Linked DNA regions of Sus scrofa: region 2 is linked to region 1. Evidence: chromatin contacts called from public Hi-C data. All regions are on one chromosome and are shown on one strand. The core of a region is the stretch at or near the end of the contact, and the rest is flanking DNA. Distances in the headings are between cores, read along the strand shown. Region 1 holds the start of LOC110260907 (wiskott-Aldrich syndrome protein family member 1-like). Region 2 holds the start of CMIP (C-Maf-inducing protein).

The links. A called contact is a pair of places that touch in the nucleus more often than the background predicts.
Region 2: a Hi-C map of skeletal muscle shows a contact between it and region 1, with 2.3 times the contacts expected there. The contact joins the promoter of CMIP here to the promoter of LOC110260907 in region 1. A contact is called at or near these places in 1 of 5 promoter capture datasets (liver), 10 of 47 Hi-C or Micro-C datasets (alveolar macrophages, brain, heart right ventricle and 5 more) and 2 of 2 datasets of contacts at active chromatin or transcription factors (alveolar macrophages and skeletal muscle).

Annotation. Positions count from the first base shown.
Region 1 is chr6:6,831,198-6,838,850 of Sscrofa11.1, forward strand. It overlaps LOC110260907 (wiskott-Aldrich syndrome protein family member 1-like), which reads right to left and starts at 2,561. Exons shown (of 1, transcript XM_021093762.1): 1 at 1-2,561. The coding sequence starts at 2,419. The coding sequence ends at 1,292. The region is part of intron 1 of CMIP (C-Maf-inducing protein); the gene reads right to left.
Region 2 is chr6:6,878,334-6,885,986 of Sscrofa11.1, forward strand. CMIP (C-Maf-inducing protein) reads right to left here and starts at 3,541. Exons shown (of 21, transcript XM_021093761.1): 1 at 2,985-3,541. The coding sequence starts at 3,281.

The DNA.
Region 1 (7,653 bases), core at 1,311-3,810:
TGAGGTCTCTGTTCCGCAGTGACTAAGGCACCCCCAGGCCACCCAAGCTGATCCTCTGTGGCTGTGTCACCTCCCCGGCCATCGATCCCATGGATCCTGTGCTCAGGACTGTCCTAAACGCTCCACACATAAGCTGACCGCGTCCTCTACTGACCAACCCAGGACACTCTGGGGGACAAAATGAAATGGGGCACAACTGAGAATGACCCCAGGACGACACGTGTTAACAGGGATTGTCGCAGGCAAAACAGCCCAGGGGTCAGGCTGTTGAAGTACCTAGAGTGACAGCTCGGAGGGAACAGGCCCAGGCTCCGGGCCACAGCCTCTGGGCGAAAGCCCAGCCCTGCCACCTACCAGCTGTGTGAGTGACCTAACCTCTCCCAGCCTCGGTTTCCTCACCTGCACAACGGGGCTGGGTAGTAGCGGCTCCTAGGGCTCCGGCGAAGACCACGCTGCTCCTGTTAGCATCTGCAAAGCCTGCATATGGGACCTAGCATGTGGGAGGTGCACTACACATAACAGAATATTTTATTTAATAACAGACAACAAAATTCTCCTATCGCCCCCAGGGGATTACTAGAATCATCGCTGTTTCACAAATAAGGAAACCAAGGCACAGAGGGGTTCCGTAACCGCTGAAGTTCGTGGCAGAGTGGACGCGAACCTAAGACCCAGGCCCCGTCCTAGGGCACCAGCAGTCCTGGCTCTGGCCCCACTCCACCCCACCCCCGACACTGGGGAGTGGGACACTGCCTCTCCCCATCTCAGCATTTAGGACACAGGTCAAGTAAAGGTGCAGAAAGGACAGAATCCACACGTGGCACATGGCACTGCCAGAGCTCACCCTCAGGCCCAAGAGGCGGCCGACTTAGAGGCTGTGTGGCATTTGCGAATTCCAGAGGCACCAGTCCCATAGGAAGGGCACTGCTGCCTAGGTCACAAGCCAGCGTTCCCCTTTTCCCCTCTAGCCAAGTTACTCGATCTCAGAAATTCCTTTGCAAGACAAGACTGAAATGCAATCTCCAACCCTGTCGGGCCCAGTGGAATTTCACCAACACAAATTGCCGAGTTCTCCAGGAAAACGGAGGAAGCCTGCCTGAAGTTTCAGATTCTTGGTAGGTCTTAGAAAGCTCCAGCACTCGAGTGGCTCCTGGAAGCGGCAGGAAGTGGTTTGCCTTTGCTTATTTTCCAAAGGATAACCACCAGATTTGCTCATAAAAACTTTGTAACCAACTGGCAAAGGACACCTGTGCAATCAAGTGATTTCTCAGTTCCTTAGGGCTTTCTTTTGTTAATTCAATTCAAAGAAGTAGTGCTCAGGGCTGGACAAAGTGCTCAGCACACAGAAAAACAAGAGGGAGAAAAAGAGAGGGGGGAGGGAAAGGGGGAGGGGAGGGAAAGGGGGGAGGGCAGCAGAGCATCTTGATGAAGAACCAAAATTCACCAAAAGCAAAGTTACAAGGTCAGGGAAAGCCCACGGCTCTGGGAGCAGCAGTGCTCGGGCAGCACCAGCCATCAGCTGGAACAAAGGGCCAGGCCTGGAGCTGGCAGCACACGGGAGGGAGGGAGAGAGGGAGGAGGCACGGAGACCAGGAGCGGCCGGTGACGGCTGAGTGCAGAGGGAGGACCTGGGCCCTGGCTCCTGGCTGGGAACGTCTGGAGAGGGAAAGAGTGGATACGGGGGTGAGCCAAGCAAGGCGCAGAGACAGGTAAAGGTGCCGGTGACCCAGGGCGGAGGCCAAGGACGCTGGGGTCTTGGCTCGAAGTCTGGGTACTTCTGATGAGGCCAATTCAGGAGAGTCTCGCCCAGGCCCACAAGCCCAGGCTTGAAACTGGGCAGGGCTGGGAGCCGCTGACGGTCAGACGCAGAAGCCCAGCGGGGTGGGGGCGGGCAGATGAGCTGGAAGGGAGGCGAGGGACAAGTGCCTGGAAGAGAAGGGCCAGAGGAGGAAATGCGTTTCCTGCCAGGAACACGTGGGAGGCCTCCGGTCCAGTCACTCTGCTCCCCGGGGATGCGTCCTGTCCCCAGCCCAGTGCAGCCTGGAGGAGCCCAGATTCCTGGGGTGCGGACCAGCCCAGAAGATGGGCGGGAAGGGAGCCCAGTGGGGGCTCTGGCAGAGGGAAGAGCTCTGGGGCTCCAGGCCCCCCACAGAGCCAGCAAGCGGGTGAGCAGGGGTGGCCGAGGCAGGCGAGTCCAGACCCGTAGATTCACTTCCCTCTCCAGCGGACTGAGAGTGAGGAAATGGAGAACAATCTGGAAGGGGCTCTGGGAAAGGGAGCTGGAGCCTGGGACTTGAGATGGAGACTGAGGGCCCATGTGAGCGTGTACGTATGTGTGTGTGAGTGGTGTGCGTGTGCAGACACAAGCCTGTTCTCCAGCACCTGAGTCCTTCCGCGCACATGGAGGTTGTGCACCCATGACCTGGAGAACGTGGTCTCGTGTGCACACTGAGAAGGTGTACCCACGCCTGCACGCATTTACACGGTGAGCCCGGCGCAGGCCCACACACCTTCACGGGCACGGCATCAGATCGGGTTCAGAGCCGTGGAGGGGGACTGAATCTTGGCCTACACTGCACGGACGTGTGGCCTTGGGCAAGTGACCTAAGTTCTCCAGGGCTGTTTGCTCATCTGGACGATGGGCTAATAGAAGTGGGCGTCTCAGTGTCGTTAGGGGGTGAAACGAATTCGCAGTTGTAAAGCACCTAGATGGGCCTGAGCAAACGCTACATACATGTGTGGTGAAGAAATAAACCCTTGCCTGCAGATGAGCGCTTACACAGCTAGGCGTGGACACCTGGGGACACCCGAGAGGTGTGCCCAGTGGAGGAAGGACACATAAGGGCAACTGCACACGCGGGCAAGGAGACGCTTGGTGTGCAGGCATGTGCCATTCTGGAACACGTGTGCTACCTGTACCCACGATGCCCGATGCCCAAGGGAGGAAGTGTGTGCGACGGCCCAAGACACGTGCTGCTCATGGGTCAGTGGGAAGACACGTGTGTACGCGTGCGGGCGCGCAAGGGATGCCTGGGGAGCACGCATGCGCGCGGGCCGCCCCCACCCGTGGTGAAAGGCAGCTCTGAGCAGCCTGGGCCGTCACCAGTGGCCAGATGCCCAGAAGGACCCCTCGGGCCAACTGGCAGTGGGGAAAGGTAACCCACGCCATCAAGGCCGGCGACAAGGACCACGTCTGCTTCAACCTGGTGCCTCAGCAAGTTTTACAGGAGGGTCGGAAAGGGGGAGCGCGAGCAGGGGAGGGACAGAGACACGACGGTACGCGGGCCACCCACTGGACACACACGCATTATTTCCTTTAACCCTCCCGGCAGCCCTGGGAGGAGTGGCACCCTCGTTTTCTCCGATGAGGAAACAGATGAAGTAATTTGCCCAGAGACCCTCGGCTTTGTATCTGTGGCTGCCCCCTCCGCCGCTGCGCTGTTCTGAGAATGAATGGGCGAACGAGCGAACACACGGGCAGGGATGAATGAACAGAGAACAATGGCAAGGAAACCGAAACTTAGTGTCCAGAGGAGCCACAGCAAAGGGAAGCACTGGCCTAGCAGGCACATGCCACACTTGAGAAGGACCCACGTGGCAGAGGGTAGGCGGAGGCTCCAGGCCAGGCTCCACCAGCCCAGAGCCAAGGCAGGCCTGGCATCTCCATGACGGGGCCTCAGTGTAAATTCTGAAAACTGGTGTCCGTGCCACTCACCTCCCCTGGGGTTTGAGGTGAGCCAGGTGCCAGCTACCCAGCCCCCCAGGGGCTGGGACATCGCGGGGAGGATGTGCTATCACGTGACTTCTCAAAGTGTGCTGTGCAGAGTTCAAGCCAATGACAGCGAGAGGAAGTCCCCTTGTCCCCGGAGACCCTTCCAGAAGCTGCCAGCTGGGTTCAGGGGCTCTGTGGAAATGGTCCCTTAGGCCCCCAGCCTACCACACTTAGCAGTCCTGACTTCAGGTGGCCCTGGACAAGTGGCTCAACCTGGCGGGGCCCCAAGCTCTTCCATGGGGGCAAGGATCGATCCCCCAGTAGGGGTTGGGGTGGGAGGCCCCACACGGGGCTGAGAGCAGAGCTCATGAGACACGTGGCAGGTCCTCCCACGGGAGGCCATTCTTATAAATGGCAACCATCCAGGGGCCCCGGACACCCCTTAAAGTACATCCGTGATCTACTTTCAGGGCCTTGTCCAACTCCCAGCTCACCTGCCACTACGGGAGCAGGTGGCCCCAGGCACTGCTTCCAACGGGTGCTGGTTTCTCCCTCCTACACCTGCTGCTCGCCCCTGCCCGCCTCTCTGTTTAACAGAATGTTCTTCTTGGGCTCTGACCATTTTCACTGAGAGTGCTGGTTTTCAAACTGCGTCCCCTGGAGCCTCTGAATGGGTCCCGGGGGTCCCTGTGGGGCTGACCTTTACCTCGACCTGGACAGTACGGCCTTATGAACCTTCTCTTGTGAGGAAGAGCCCTGAGGCTGAAATCACACAAAGGTTTATTACCCAACTGCACATCACAAAACCCTTTCTTGCAGAAGCCCTGCACCCCCCCCCCCCCGCATGCATCCATTCATTTTACTCATTTATCCATTTCCTGACAGTCTCCCTCAACTAGTACGGACCACAAAGGCATCGGGGGTGGGGGTGGGGGGCTGTTGTTTGTTTTGTTCATGTCTGTATCCAGAGCACAACAGTAGGCCCAATAAATATTGACTTTATTTTATAATGAACTAAATGCAATGATTAGTACCAATAACCACAGCACTGACTAGGGGCCAGGCTCTGTTAACACCTGTTACGTGTGTTCACTCACCCAGGGCCCACACCGACCCTGGAAGGAAGGTCCCACCATTCTCCCCAATTTACAGAAGAAAGAACTGAGACACAGCTGAGCTCACTACCCCGGATTTGCAGCATCTTGCAGCCCCTACCTCCAGTCCCTGGCTCTCCCACTCCCCGGGCCTGGAACAGGACCCTGCTCCCTTCGCTCCTCTCCTCATCAGTCACGTCTCAGAGCTGGGGGGGTGGAGGGAGGAATGCAGAAAACTACCTTTTACATTTGTATGTGCCCACTTCCAAGACAAGAAGACTGAGGACTGAGAACTCCCTTTCTAAGTCGGGGAATAGGGTAGAAAGGAAATAGACAACAGTGGGCTTGGTGAGTGGGGCTAACCAACGTTCCAAGAAGGATGGGCGCCTGCCGCTGAGGACCAGGGAGGGCTTCCCGGAGGCGACAGCTCAAGGATGTCAGGTTGGAGCTCGGTCTCCTCCGTGAGTGAGGGCTCCAGGTCAAAGCCTCCAAGTGGCAGCTGCTGATGGCTCTGGGGTCTCAGCCACAAAAAGAGAAGGAAGAGGGGCCCAGGATATCTCAGACGAGGGACACAGCTACCCAACCCCCAACAAGCAGGTCTGTGCTTCCATCAGCCTATGGTCGGTCAGCAGTGGCGAGTAAGGCTCTGGCCACAGCCCGCGAGCGGGCAGAGGCACGGCGGCAGGGGAGGAGCGCACAGCAAGCTTCCCACCGTCCCCGCCGTGCAGACCGCACCCCAGCAGCCAAGCGGCCAGTCCCATCCTTCCCTGGACGCCAGGGCGGAAATCCGTAACTTCCCTCCTCGCGGGAAATGGAGCGACGGCCGGGCTGGGTCGGTCTGTTGTTCTCCCCAAGGTCCCTCCACCGCCCATCCAGGCAGGCAGCTCCTTTTTCAGCCCCGGCCCAGGCCCCTCACGGGAGCCTCGCTCCTCAGGTCTGCCTGGCTCCCACCCAGCACTGTGCCCACCCTGCCTGGGCACACCCATGGGTTCCTTCCCACCTCCCCCAGGTCAGGAAGCTCCCATCTGACCACCAGTGTCCATGCCTCCTAAGACCCTGTGTTATGGTGATAATGACACTGACAGTGACGACAGCTGACACCCTGCCAGGCACTTTACACTTATTAATTCACATAATTCAAAACTTTGCCACAGGAAGCAGGATTAGGCCCATGTACAGAAGAGGAAACTGAGGTTCAGAGAGGCCACCTAACTCGCCCAAAGCCTTGGAGTGCCCAGGCACAGGACTAGTCACCAGGACCAGGCCGAAGTCAGCTCTGGGACTACGGCCAGGGACATCTTCCAGGCGTCATTAATGACAATGGGGCCCAAGCCAGGGGCTTCTTTAGCAGGTAAACGAGATAATGCAGGTAAGTGCCTGGCATCTCGAGGCTCTGGATAAACGGCAGTTATTCTTATCTATCCTTGTTAAGAATAACCAGGATAAAAATCCAACCAGGATGAGACTAGCAGGTGTCAGCGGCCCATGGGCAGCATCAGGGAGTCAAAGGGGCCCCGTAGGTAGGCCTGGCCTGAGTTCGAGTCCCGGCTCAGCACTTGCTACTGTGTGGCCCTGGACATCATGGGCAAGGGAAGAAGGGCGGCCCTCGGGTCACACCGTGACCCCCGGGAACCGTGCAGACAAACGTGAGCACGCCTGGCATGAGGGCTGCCCTGAACACTAGTCCCAGGGCGGCACCAGCCAGCGCTCTGCTCTAACCTGCTCTTTTGACGTCGGCTTCCTGTGGGAAGTGTGTCCAGCTTCGTATCCTCCCCGAGGTGAAAGGAGGGCTGTCTGCCCTTCCCCTGGGAAGTTCCTAAGGAGGCCCGGCAGGTGCAGGCAGTGCTAAGGAGCACCCCTGCCCCGCAGCCCCAGGCTCCTCTCCACCCTTTGCATCAATGAGGGTCAGTGCTGGGGACCTTCCCCCCTCATCTGCTCTGTTCTGGAAACACCTCTGGACAATGGACCTGCTATGGATGTCCCGGCCTGGGGCTGGGACCAGAGAGAAGACTGCTGTCCAGCAGGTGGGCCCTGGAGCCGCTGGCCGAGGCTAGGGTAGCACAGCATCAGCCTGCTGTGGGCCAGAGACCCAGGAAGAGGCGGCTCCAGCAGCCCAACGCCAACGTGACCCTGACCTTGCTTCCCCAGGGGACTGGTCAGCAGGCGAGGATGGTGCCTGGAGGCAAGCTTCTGGAATATTCCTCACCCAGGTGGGTGTGCTGTTACCTCCAAGTCAGGTACTTGGGTTTCCACGTCTCAGATCCCAGGTGGAATCAGAGTTCCACACACATACATTTTTTTTATTAAGATAAAAAACAGCTAATAAATAAATCATCTCCTAAGACTTCCTGAAAAGCTTCCAGTTCATAGCCTGGGCCTGAAAACGAAACAGACAACCCATGGGCCTGTGTGGACCATGCTCAGCCTTTCCCCTCCCCTTCATGGTGTTGGGGGGGGCAGGGGGTCACCGAGTGGTTAGTTTCCTCTCTGAGCCTCAGTTTCCCCACCTTTCAGTTCCACTGTTGGGGAGATTACAAAGAGCACAGATGCCTGTGCATAGCAGGCCCTCCGAAACACTTTCTGGTTGCAATTCTTACCATTTTTATTATTATACCAACTCTCTGAACCCTGGGTTTCCACGTGTGAAGTGGGAACAAGCAACCTCATTAGCCACATGGCTGGCGGATCACACCAGGCAAGGCCCCCAGTCTGGGTGACAGCACCTGGCTGCAGTACGGCTGCCATGTCATTGGCACTGCCAAGAGGGCAGCCCCTTGGGTCCCATGGGGACCTGTACCACGCACCAGGCCTGCTCCAAAGGCTATACACAGCAACCCTCCCTTGATC
Region 2 (7,653 bases), core at 2,291-4,790, 48 kb after region 1:
CATTCATCTCCCCAGCAGGGATGGAGGTCTGTCCACCTGAGGGGTGGCCCCAGCTGGAGCCGCCTGCCAGGTGGGATGAACGCCGCCACCCCCACGCCCCCCCCAGGACGCCTCCACCAGGGCCTGGTACAGCTGTGGTCCTGGCAGCCTGGTCTGTAACTCTGACCACCATCCAGCTAATTGGATCAGTGTAGACAGACTTTAAGAGTGAATGTGGTTTGTTTATTGGTTTGAATCCAGATCAATCACTCTGAGTCTTGTGCCTGAAGCCCACACAATTAACCACATAATTACCAGATGGGTCTGAGAAGGGCTGTGTAGACGGCTAAGTAAAAGAACGATGGGCATCTTACAGACGGCTGCGACCAACACCACACACCTGACACATCGGCAGCTCGAGGCGGGGCCACGTGGGGCGTTCGGTTGTAGCAAACTGCACGCAAATTCACCTGTGTTTCATTTGGGCTAATATTTCTCAATCGAGTGCTTGGGTTGGGCCACGCTCTAAAGCGCAGACAGATTACATAATGCTCAGGCCTCAGGGAAACCCCTCAGGGGGCTGCTCTGCTTCCCCCGGGGCCTGGACGCCAACAACCAGGTGTCTCCTGACCGGGCAAGGTCCCCAGTGGCAGTGCCAGCCCCACCTCGCAGGGCCACAGCCTGGGCTGGGCCCATCTCAGCAGCCCCCTTCCAGGTTCACAGGCCCCCAGCATGGGGAACCTGGCGCCCCACCAGAGCCCCCCACGGCGGGATTGAAAGACCCCCCCCATCCCCTGTGCCCAGCCCACGGGGGTTGCCCACAGCAGGCAGCGGAAGGGGCCTGTGCCAGCCCAGCGGACACTTGCTCGTAGTTCCTCCTTCCACATTTCCCAACCAACGCCAGAGCAAGGCTCTGCCGACACAATCTTGTTCCACGGATGGCCCTTGATCCCCAGCCCAGAAAATCACAGCTCCTCTCCCGTGAGGCCAAAGCTCCAAAGGTGCCACCCACCTCAGCTGGGAAGGTGGTGCAGGGGCCCCTGGCTGCTTAAGGAGCTGGCGCAGGGCCTCAGTCTTTCTCCCCCCGCCCCCCATGTAGGTAGCTCTTGAGCAACCAGAGGTAAACCGGGGGGGGGGAGCTTGAGCCTCCCGAGCTGGCTTCCCCCAACCATGGGCTGGAGCACAGCCTCGGCTTCTCCCAGGGGAGCACCGAGAGAGCCCGCCTGTCCTTCCCAGGGAGGTCACGGTGCCTCTCAACCATTTTCTTCCCCCTCCCCCCATCTCCCCTTCATCTTGAGGGGTGGCAGAAAGAAGAAGAAAGCCCCCCCACTACCACCACCACTGCCCAGCCAGGAAAAATCCTGAAGCCAGCTATGGAGGCTGTCGACCCAGGCAGGGAACTACTGGGGACACAGTTCATCCCCGGGTCTGAAACACTGCGTGCTGGCGAATTTTCCGAGGCTCTCCTTCCATCAAATGAAAAGCCGAATGCCAAGGCCTGTGGCTCAGGATGGGCTTCAGAACATGCACGAGCCCGAAACCGGGACTGGACCGCTTCATGGCAACCAGCGAGCCTTCCCGAGAGAGCGGTCTTTGCAGACTGCACCAACGTGCCCACAGGAAAGAAAAATAGGTGTTCTGAGCACGTCGGACTCAAAATTCAGAATAAAAGTCCTCGTGTGCTTCAATGCTCTCGGGAGGGGGGGAGCTGTTTCGAGGAGTATGCTTTCTTCGGCTAACTTTTCCCCCCTCCCCATTCCTTGGAGCATGTGTCACGGCCTGTGACACACTGCCAAGGGAACATGGATGCCGGGGAAATGTCTGCACACGCTACACGTTTGTGACATGCCATGTAAGCGACACCCTGTTTCCTGGCTGGGTTTTCTTGGCACAGGTGTGGGCAGGCGTTGGATTCGCCTCCCCCCCACCCCCTGCCCCACTGTGCTTAGTAAACAGGATCACGGTCGCCCGAGGGGGGAGTGTGCATCCTGGAGAAGACCTGCCACCCCTCCGAGGAGGACAGGACCCCCTCGGCAAGGCTTGGGCCCAAGCAGAGCTGGTGCTTTCAACTGTCCTTGTTTCAAAACACAAAGCATCCTGTTCAGGCTCCTGCCCGCCACCCTCCCCCGCTGCGACCCCACCACAGCCCAGCTCTCCACCTTGCAGATTTTCTGTTTCAGAAACAGATCAATGACTTCTGTCCCTCTCCTCCGGCTGACCCAATCCCAGCCATATACTTAAAAACAATAGCAATAACAACACAAAACCGCCAGCAACAAAACACACGTATACAACACTTCACAGACAATGCAAGACCTGAGCCCCACAGGCCAGCTTCCGCACAGAGAACTTGACCGCCCTGGCCCTCCATGGGGAGGAGACAGCGCAGGACCCCTGCCCCCTCCCCCCCCCATGGGCGAATGAAATTTTTTTCGGAAAGGGAAGCACCCAGTTTTGCCTGCCAGCCCGGGCAGGAAAAAGACGGGTAGAGCAAAGAAAGGAACTGGCTTCTGGAAATTCTTTGGGTTTTGGGGTTTTGAGGTTGTTGGGTTTTTTCCTCTTTTTTTTTTTTTTTTTTTTTGAGTTGTTTTGTTTTCCCCTCGGGCGCAGATCCAGATGGGCTTTCAGAAAGGGAACCCCCACCACCCTCAGGGCCCTGCTTCGGATCTGTCCCAAGGTCCCATCCGTAATTAACACAAGCGCTGGGCCCGGAGGTCCCCAAATGTTCAGCCTGGGGTGGGCCAGATCGTCTCCAGAATTAGAAGGGTCTCCCCGAGCCCGCCGGCTGGGCAGAACTTCGGATTCCACAATCCAGCCCGGAACCCAGGCCCGGAGGGGGGCGCCCGGTTCTCCCCGCCTCTCCCCCCACGGCGACCCCCGGCGCCCCGCAGGCCCCGGGCTCCAGGTGCAGCGGCAGGCTGGGGGCAGCCGGTGGGAGGGGGCGCCTCCCGGGCCCCGAGGGGAGGTGCGGGGGTGCAGGCGCGCCGCCGCGCAGAGCGACTCACCGTGGCGGACGCCAGGCTGTTGTCGGCCAGCGTTAGGTGGTGCGGCTCCCAGCGCCTCAGGAATTTCGAGGTGAGGATCTTGCTGAGAAAGGTCCGCGGGTGCCGGATGACACAGACCTGGATGTCGCCCTCCTGCAGCAGTTTGTACCTCATCCCGTTGCACAGCAGAAGGGCCCGGCGGCAGGGCACGGCGCCCATCTTCGTGCCCTCGGGGGCCGGCACGTCGCCCCCCAGCAGCGGCTTGGTCTCCTCAATCTGCCGAGGATCGCCGCCGCCCGAGCTGCTGGTCAGATCCATGGCCTGCCGGGCCGGGGAGGGGGCCGGGGGCGGGGAGACGGGCTGTCCCGGGCGGTCGGCGGCCCGCACCCCCCCACCCCCCAGGAAGGTGGGGGGGTGTGGGGCTGGGGGCGCCCCGCAGGGGAGGGGCCCGGGCGGGCGGGCGGGCAGCCGGCGCTCGGTCCTTCCTGCGGGGCTCCTCCGGCTTCCTCCTAGCTCGTCGGGTGCATGCTCGCGGCGGCCGGACCGGCTCGGCGGACGGGCGGGCGGGGACGCGGGGCAGCGCCGGGGGGCCGGGGGGGCCGAGGGGGGCCGGGGGCCCGGCGGCGGCGGCGGCGGCGGCGGCGAGCGGGGGCCGCGCGGGCGGGCGTGTCTCGGCCCCGCCGCCCGCTCGTGTGTACAGTACGTGTGTCTGGGCGGCCGTCCGCGGGCGAGTGTGCGGCGGGGGCCGCGGGGGCCGGCTCAGTTGAGAGATTGCAGAAGCCGCTCGGCGCCCGCGCGATTGGTCCCCGCGGGGTCATGTGCCCGCCCCTCTGACGTCAATGGCGGCAACGGCGGCGGCCGCCGCGGCTTCGGCCTCTAGCAGGCGGAGTCCGCCGCCGGGCGGGGACGCGAGGGGCCGAGGCGCGGCCCGACGAGAGGGGGCGGCCCCCGGGGAGGGGGCTGGGGCGGGCGAGCCCCGGCAGGCACCGAACCGCCCTGCCCGGAACCTGGGGAGTGGGCGGGGGCCGCGGGGGCGGGGCGCGTGACGTCACGCCCAGCCGCGCCCCCGCCGGTGCCCAGGCGGGTGCCGAGCCCCGCGGCCCGCGGGCCGGACGGATCCAGGGACTCGCCGCGGCCGGCCGGGATTCGAAAGGCCAGCGTCCCGAAACCTGTCCACGCGGATGGCGGAGGTGCGGCCAGGTGCAACCCCGAGGGACCCGGCCGGGAGGGAGGGGTGTGGGCAGGACGGCTTGACCTCTGCACCCACTCCCCCTTCAGCTCAGGCTGTTCACCTGACTGGCCAGATGGCGCCACAAGACAGAGATGTTTCCTCGAATTGAAAATGTCCCATCAGTTATCCAGATAATGAGCCACACTGCCCTGGCTCAGCCTGTGGGACTCTGCAGGCTTCCTGATCATTTACAGATGTCCTCCTGCCCTTGGCCCTTGGGGTCCTGAAGCCACCCAGGGTGGAGGGGACAGGCTCCCCAGCACCCCTCCTGCCTTCTGCTGCTGGATTCTGATTAGTTCCTAATAGGAACCTAGCGGGGGGGAAAAAAATCCCTCCCCAGAGGTACCCGCTCCCCACCCACCTGCACCCCGGCAACTCCAGCTTCTTTACCTCTGCCCGCAGGCCAGGACCAGGTCATTCATTTCTGTACCCCCAGGCCCTGTGCAGAAGTGTAAGAGAATCATATTGGAAGCACCTTTGGGGACTGATGCATGGTGTCACTGGGGAACTCCAGCTGTGAAACAAAAAATGTTGCCTTTCTGCCATCAGGAATGGCACCTGAAGCCACCCAGCCAGGTCTCAGCTCCCAGGTGGGGCTTTAGCGCAGCCAGCACACGTCTGCAGTTCATACCATTCAAGCCCCCAGATCTGTGCCTTTCTGTTAAGTGAAGGTGCCTCTACAGTGGACATGTGAGAGTGTGAGCATGCGTTCACTTGCATCGTGAGTGCTGAAGTTAGTCCATGGCAGCCCTACAGTGGCGATTGTGTAGACACATGAGGGCTCCCCAGAAGTCTCTCTCCTGAGCCTGGCCCCAGTTGGTTCCCCAGTGGAAGGCAGGCCCAGCATACATCCCTCACCAGATAAGACTCACCTCCAGTCTGCCCAGGAGATGGGCAGAGCTCTTGTCTCCTCCTGAGCACTGGGGGGGCACCATTAGGTGAGAAAATGGTGAATTTGCTGACTCCCTACAACCTGCTGGTGAATTCTGTTCTTTAAGTTCTGAATCTCAATGGCTTGGGAAAAAAACCATCAAGCAAGAAGGAGTCAAGTCCGGGAGTTCCCATTCTGGCGCAGCAGAAATGAATCCAACTAGTAACCCTGAGGTTGCAGGTTCGAGCCCTAGCCTCTCTCAGTGGGTTAAGGATCCGGCATTGCCATGAGTTGTGGTGTAGGTCACAGACACAGCTCAGATCCTATGTTGCTGTGGCTGTGGCGTGGGTTGACAGCTACAGCTCCCATTCAACCCCTAGCCTGAGAACTTCCATATTCCTTGCATGGGTCCCTAAAAAGCAAAAAAGAAAAAAGAAAGAGTCAAGCCCGAGCCCCCACCTCGTGACACAGATGTGGCTGTGGGGGGTTGTCATCAAGACCCCCAGGCCACGCCATTAAGGAGTTCAGTCAGTTGTTCAAACCTTTATCGGGCTCCTGCTGTTGGCCAGTTGCACTTCCCAGCCTTGTAAGTACTCCCTGTGTGCTGAGTGGTGCACACACGCACACACTTCTTTTCCTTCTCACAACAACCTTGTGACACAGGTGCCATCATCCTCCTCTCTTGCAGGTGAGCGTGTAGAGAGGCTGCCAGGCTCGCTTAGCTGGTCAGGATTGAGCCCAGGTACAGAGCTCAGAGTCTAAGACACTGTAAAGACAATGACCATGCTGTGTTTGGGACTGCAGGAACAGAGAGCATGTGCCTACCCCAGCCTGGCTGCAGCACTTGGGGACATGTCCTGACTCCAACGGGTCTTGGGGAGTTGGACAAAGAAGGCGAAAGGCGTTCCTGGAAGAGGGGATGGCACATACAACGGCAGAGAAGTGGGCGGACCCTCAGCCTGTGCAGAAAACTGCAGGCATTTGCCAAGGCATGCAGGGAGCCTGGGGCAGCAGGGGCGCAAATGCAGGGCTGAGACCTCAGAGATGAACAGGGGCTGAGCATGCAGTGCCTTGAAATGCAGGCCCAGGAACCAGACTCTCCCCTGAGAGCAGCGGGAAGCTAACACATGGAGCATGCAGGGAAGTGACTTGTGGATGTCACCGTCATAAGGTCATTGATCACAGCAGGACATGGACAAGGTTTGCAGAGCAGCAGTCTGGAGGCAGGGAGGCTGGTGAGGAGGCCGTCGAGGGTACCCAGCAGGGAGGTGATGGGGGCCAGCATGAAATCATGGAACGGGCAGCTCGGTGGCAGACAAGGCAGCTCCTGTCCATTTGAGGGACATCTGTGGACCCTCTCGCCACCCCCTTCGGGGGGCAAAACCTCAGCAGAACAAGACTGACCAGAATGCAAAGGATCCTGATCCCAGAGTTCCCGTTGTGGCTCAATGGAAACAAATCTGAGTAGTATCCATGAGGATGCAGGTTCTATCCCTGGTCTCGATCAGTGAGTTAGAGATCTGGCGTTGCCATGAGCTGCAGTGTAGGTTGCACACGCGGCTCAGACCTGGTGTTGCTGTGGCTGTGGCATAGGCCAGAGGCTCAGCTCCGATTTGACCCCTAGCCTGGGAATCTCCATATGTCACGAGTGCAGCCCTAAAAAGACCAAAAAAAAAAAAAAAAAAAAAAAAAGGGATCCTGATTCCCTGATTCCATCCAGACATCGCCAAAACTTCTTGGTACAAGGGGTGACTTGTGAGCATGAAGTAGGAATATCATGACTGATTGACGAGCACCCAAGTGCCAGATACTCTGCTGGGGGCTTTTTATAGTCGTTGTCATTTCTTCCTTCCAACCAACCCAGAAGGCAAGAATTATTACCATCCTCATTTTAAGGGTGAAGAAGTTGAGGCTCAAAGAGCTTCAGACAATTATAGGGATCCAGCCAAGCCCCCATGGAAAGTCCATGTTTGTCCCACTCCTTTATAATATTTCTCTGAGCAGGTACTCTGGTAGAAAGTGTGGAATTTGATCACTGTCAGCTTTAACTAATAACATTTCTTGGCTTTAGTTTGCAGTCAGTGGCACGGAGCCCCCAGGATGCTGCAAGAAGGTCCTTGAAAACAGAAACCAGGACTTCCTGGTTGACAGCAGAACCGGCTCAGTGCCTACATGCAGTAGGGGCTCAATAAATAGGCAGGGATGCTGGTCAGACTCACCTATTCCCTGTTGCCTAGGAACGTGCAAGCCATAGGACTAGGTCTATAAGCTGGGGTGTGATGAGACACTATGCAGGACCCCTTGCCTCCCGCTGTACCAGGTTCCCAACCTAAAAATGAATTGACATCCAGTTGTTGGACTCCATCAGAAGCCCCCTCCCTGCAACACCCCCAACCTCTGCAGGTAATGCAAACATATCAAGTTTCCCCAGATGGATCATGGACCCAGAGCATCCTTGATGCCAAAGGTATCCAGACTCAGCAAAGAACAGTCCAGGCTCCTTACAGTTCACCCTCCTGGCATCAAACCTGAATGGAACAGCAGGACAAGCACAGGAGTTCATGAAGCTTCCCTCTCCTCCGGTTCCC